Linked DNA regions of Mus musculus: region 1 is linked to region 2. A link is a contact called in public Hi-C data. All regions are on one chromosome and are shown on one strand. The core of a region is the stretch at or near the end of the contact, and the rest is flanking DNA. Distances in the headings are between cores, read along the strand shown. Region 1 has its middle 13 kb from the start of Cacna1c. Region 2 overlaps Cacna1c (calcium channel, voltage-dependent, L type, alpha 1C subunit).

Region 1 (2,700 bases), core at 96-2,595, 480 kb before region 2:
AGGAGGGAAGCTAGGCAGGAACTCAAGCAGGGTACAAGCATGACGTCAAGAACTGAAGAAGAGGCCATGAAGGGGTGCTGCTTACTGGCTTGCTCAGCCACTTTCTCATATATCCCAGGACCAATTGCCGAGAGGTGGCACTGCCCACAGTGAACTGGGCCCTCCCACACCAATAATCAATTAAGGAAACCACCCACAGGCTTGCCTATCGGCCAATCTGATGAAGACATTTTCTCAGTTGAGGTTTTTCTTTCTCCCAGACAACTCTGACCTGTGTGAAGTTGACAAAAGACTGACCAGCACACCTCTTCCTACCCCAAAAACCACAGACAAACAAATTACAACACAGACTGTGCACGTGGCATGACCCAAGTCCTGCCATACTGTACTTGAGAGTCTTGAGAGGATAGGAATCTATTGAGCTGTTGTGATTTAGAAACAGAAAGAATGCTGGGCGGTGGTGGCGCATGCCTTTAATCCCAGAACTTGGGAGGCAGAAGCAGGCGGATTTCTGAGTTCGAGGCCAGCCTGGTCTACAAAGTGAGTTCCAGGACAGCCAGGGATACACAGAGAAACCCTGTCTCGAAAAACCAAAAAAAAAAAAAAAAAAAAAAAAAAAAGAAAGGAACAGGAAGAGTTCTTTCTCAAAGGGATATCATACTTTAAGATAGGATATTAATGAGTCACTGTTTAACCTAAAGATTACATTTCCATTCATGGAATTTGAGTCACTATGGCACTCTGCTGGAGACTATGCAGACCTGAGGGTTACTGCGACTTTCCTCTTCATGTGGATGACATTGTGTGGGCAGCCACTTAACCCAACAGCATAACAGCAGACCCTCTCTGAAAGGGTGACACAATCTTTGGAAGCCTTCTTATTGCTTGCAGTCGGTTCTGTTAGCTGCTTCCTGGGTAATTGCTTTCTTACCTTTGCTGATACACAAGGCCACTTGAGACACAAGGTTCATGGGGCTGGAGAGTTGGCGAAGCAGTTTAGAGTACATACAGTTGTTGCATAAGGCCTGAGTTTAGTTCCCAGCACCTATGTTGGGTGTCTTATAACCACCCATAAGAGGGAATCTGACACCCTCTTCTTGCCCCTGGAGCCAACTGTACTCATGTGCTCATACCATCCCCCCCCCCCCCCCACATTCTTTTTCAAAAAGATAAAAAATTTGTTTTTAAATAATGAACAAATTTAGGGCAAGGCTTTGACAAGCCAAAGAACCACAAAATGAGCGGAGTGTTGGACTATGATTCAGAACCTGTTCCTGGAGATGGCTGGACGCAGGCTATTAAACACTATTAAGCACGCTGGGTTTGTGCCTGGCATCTTGGAGTCAGGATGACTGCTCAGACAGCTTTAAGTGTCTGTTTCCAGTCATCACAGGGACAGGTCTGGCTTCTACAACATTTCTTTCTTTCTTTCTTTTTTTTTCATTGCCTGATCTTATTTTTTTCCTCAGTCGAGTCATTCCCCAAGGGTCCAATCTACTTCCACAGCAATGTCTTGTCCGCTTGGGTCCAGATGTTTAGCGAGGCATTCCTTTATGTGACTTTTGTCGAAACAGAGCTTATAAAAGACAGACACAAGGAAAGGAAAATGGGCGAATCCAGCTGAAAGTGTTATGAAAGTAAACACACCTTTTGTGGGTACGAATGGTAAAAGACAGAGGCTGTGTTTGATGGTCCCTGGGGCTTCACGCACACAATGCAGCAATGCAGCAATGCAGCAATGCAGCAATGCAGGCCTCTCAGTGGTAAGATAAGAGCTCAAGTCTTCAAGCAGAGTCCCCCAGTGAAGCATCTGCTCAGCAAAGTAACTCGCTGGACTCCTTTTGAACTAATCTCCCTGATAACCTCCCAGGGAGATTTTTTTTTTTTTTTTTTTTTGTGGAACATTATCTACCAGCTCAAGGCCAGCCTTTCATGTACATACTTTTGTGAAGTGATTGAAGGAAGGAGGACAGGTCTCTTGGTCCTCATTGTTTTCTCTTATCAGCCTGAAATTATACCATTAGCCATTGTATTAACTCTCTATTACCTTCAGTGACAAATAAGTCACCTATCCATCATTCATCTGCCCATAAATTCACCTACCCATCCATCCATCCATCCATCCATCCATCCATCCACCCATCCACCCATCCACCCACTCACCTATCCATCCATCCATCCATCCATCCATCCATCCATCCATCCATCCACCCATCCACCCATCCACCCATCCACCCACTCACCTATCCATCCATCCATCCATCCATCCATCCATCCATCCATCCATCCACCCATCCACCCATCCACCCACTCACCTATCCATCCATCCATCCATCGATCCATCCATCCATCCATCCATCCACCCACCCACCCATCCACCCATCCACCCACTCACCTATCCATCCATCCATCCATCCATACATTCACCCATTCATCATTCATCCACTCACCCACCCACCTATCCATCCATCCATCCATCCATCCATCCATCCATCCATCCATCCATCCACTCATCCATACATTCACCCATTCATCCACTCACCCACCCACCTATCCATCCATCCATCCATCCATCCATCCATCCACCCATCCACCCATCCACCCATCCATCTGTCAAATGTTTATCAAGTACTTTCCACTTCAAAGGTTAGGTAGAACAGAGTTAGTGCCCTTGGGCTGCTCAAAGTCTAGCTGGAGGTA
Region 2 (2,700 bases), core at 110-2,609:
GTATAATAAGATTAAGCCACGACAACCTGCACACTGTCACAGTGTCAACACTGCCTGCCTGACTGCTCTAAGAGCATCTCAAGAATAGTAACCAGATAGATGGTGAGCAGAAAGAGCCTTGGCCAGCCCAAGAAGCTTTCCCTCTTTCTGTTCCTTCTGCATGTATTGCTTCTAGATGCCTCGTGTTGATTTCTGTTTGGCTCAGCCCCACATGACCTGTGGATGCTACTTAACAATGAGGCAGGCAGGTTGACTCTAGTAACGATGACAAAACTAATATGAATTTAGAGCTCCCTCCAGATTACTGGTCTGAGTGCTTTGTATGTGTGGTATCTTGTAAACGTCACCTTAATGCTAAGATCAGCCCCATTTTCTACATAGGAAAACAGACACAGAGTCTAAGCTATTTGCTCACTCTTGGTGCTACAGTTTGGATCTTGACTCTATTGAGATGCAGCTGGACCTTTAGAAGTAGGGCCCTAGTGGGAGGATGTTGCGGGAAATATTAAAAAAAAAATGAACTTGCCAACTCTCAGTGGGACCAGGCCAAGCTCCTGCACTCCTGCTGCAGCCAACAACTCTCTAGAGCTAGCCCCGCACCAGGTGATCTCACTTGCTCCATCTCTCAGCCCTGCTAACTCTCCAGCTTTGAGAGGCCACAGGGCTCCCACCAGGCCATCCCTTGGACTGCCCCCCCCCCCAGTTCCTCTTGCTTCTATGCAACACCCCATGCACCACACAGTAGCCATCTCAACACCTAATTACTCTGTAGAAACATGACTCTTAAAGCTTAATTATCCAATTAGATTTATTTAACAATAAGATCACAATTGACAAGATGCCAATACAATAATTTCAGAGCCAACTGACAATGATAAAAGCTTTACCCCAATTATTCTAACCTTGTGAAAAATCTTAGCTTCTTATGGCTGTTAAAACCACACAGATCAGGATCTTCTTCCTGTCTGTCTGCCTCCATGTTGGCTTCTCTCTCTCCTTCTGAGACCTCGAACTCTCTGTCTCAACTCCTTGCTCTGCCTCCCTTCTCCTGTCTAATCACAAGCCTCCCACCTAATGTGATTGGACAGGAAAAATCCTGCAACAGGAGGAAGCTAGGTCCTTGCCAGAGTGTCTTTGACGTATAGAGGCCCTTTCTGTTTCCTTTGCTTGACCACCATGCGATAAACAGACCTGTTCTACCATTGTGAGCTGCCTCACCAGAGACCCAAAGCAACAGAAACAACACCACGAATTCAAATCCTGAGCCTTCCTTTCTCACTGATTCCCACGAGTACTTTGTCATGGTGATAGGAATCTGACACACACAGCTGCCCAGTTAGAAAGTGGCAGCATAGGATTTGAGCCAACTGCCTCCAAAGATCATTTAGTTAGGAACACTGCCTGTGTCAACAGAGTAGGGCTCCCATGACATCATTGAATCGAGGTACAACTAATCCAAAAGAGAAGAAAATACAAAATCCTCGTGCAGGTGAAATGTAAAACTTTTGTAGTCATGTTTCCTTCCTGAAAATGATCTGCTGAAGCAAATGCTAATTAGCTGTCCATTGCTCAGAAGCTCTGCCCAGGGAGAGGAGGCTAGAAAGCAATGATCAGACTTTGACAATGGGGACCACGCCCAACTTTCCCTAGCTAGGCCAGAAGGGAGAACCCACATTCTGATCTCATGTGAAGATCCTGGTAATTTGAAAGGGGAGGCCACTCAGGATTTAGGATGTGGTGGATGGTGAGAGAAGACTTCTGGCTAGATACACACCATCTTTTCTGCAGGCATCTCTCTTCACTGGCTCTGAGGAGTTGGGAAGACAGAGGTTTGGTTTGCCACTTCTAAAAGAGCCAGCACAATGTTCTCTAGCCCTGATTTTCCAACTATAGGAAGCCCACTCACCCAAGGAAAGATGGGTGGCAAGTATAAACTGGTTCTGGTTAAACTGATTTTATTTTTAAAAAGGGTCTGTGTCCCCCACTTTCCTCTCTGTTCTACACCCGAGGCCCAAATTCTCATGGGAAAAAAATGAAGGGTAGGGGTAATGGGTGTGCATGCATGCATCTATGTGCATACAAAAGAAAACACTTAACTCTTTCACACCAGAGCTTACAGAAGAAATATTCTTCCAGACCCCTCATATAAGGACTTGGCCAGGTGTCTCCCTTGGACAACCTATTTACTACCAAACTGGTGGGTGTGGGCTTTGTTTCTGGAACTGGTGTGGGGCAGGTAGGAGGTAATGATTCTTGAAATAGTGGGAAGAAGAAAGCAACAAAAGGAAGAAATCTTGAAGTTGGGTCTGAAGCCATCCTCAAGGTCCAGCTGAGAGGACCAATGGGCCAAGGGATAGAAGGATGGGAAAGGACCAATGGGCCAAGGGATAGAGGGATGGGAAAGGACCAATGGGCCAAGGGATAGAGGGATGGGAAAGGACCAATGGGCCAAGGGATAGAGGGATGGGAATATGGGTCTATAGGTCAGGGTGAAAAGCTGCCTCTTAAAGGGACTCTCCACCCTCAGAGTTGCTCAGACCCCACTGCGTTCCAGCTGTGCATGTGAGTGGCAGGGCTGGGTGTCCACCAGAGCCTTTGGCAACAAGGGAACTTGGTTTCCACACCCAGTGATTTCCACAAGGTGATCTGCTAGAGGACAGAAGTCTATCAAAAGCCCCAACAGCACAGGCTGGGACACGC

What was found. A called contact is a pair of places that touch in the nucleus more often than the background predicts.
Region 1: a Hi-C map of the N1E-115 cell line shows a contact between it and region 2, with 3 times the contacts expected there. The contact joins two enhancer-like sites. A contact is called at or near these places in 1 of 15 datasets of contacts at CTCF or cohesin (the NIH/3T3 cell line), 9 of 484 Hi-C or Micro-C datasets (the AML12 cell line, the C2C12 cell line, the N1E-115 cell line and 5 more) and 1 of 115 datasets of contacts at active chromatin or transcription factors (embryonic basal ganglia).

The regions. Positions count from the first base shown.
Region 1 is chr6:119,120,471-119,123,170 of GRCm38.p6, reverse strand. It overlaps a transcript of Cacna1c not described here. Among named protein-coding and RNA genes, the nearest start is that of Cacna1c, 13 kb to the right of the region's middle. Within about 2 kb of position 1,345, at least 4 of the 459 cell types and tissues checked have an H3K27ac peak or open chromatin away from gene starts, as enhancers often do. A contact at or near this core is called in the N1E-115 cell line, where this site is marked.
Region 2 is chr6:118,640,785-118,643,484 of GRCm38.p6, reverse strand. The region is part of intron 29 of Cacna1c (calcium channel, voltage-dependent, L type, alpha 1C subunit); the gene reads left to right. Among named protein-coding and RNA genes, the nearest start is that of Gm38887, 46 kb to the right of the region's middle. Within about 2 kb of position 1,359, at least 6 of the 459 cell types and tissues checked have an H3K27ac peak or open chromatin away from gene starts, as enhancers often do. A contact at or near this core is called in the N1E-115 cell line, where this site is marked.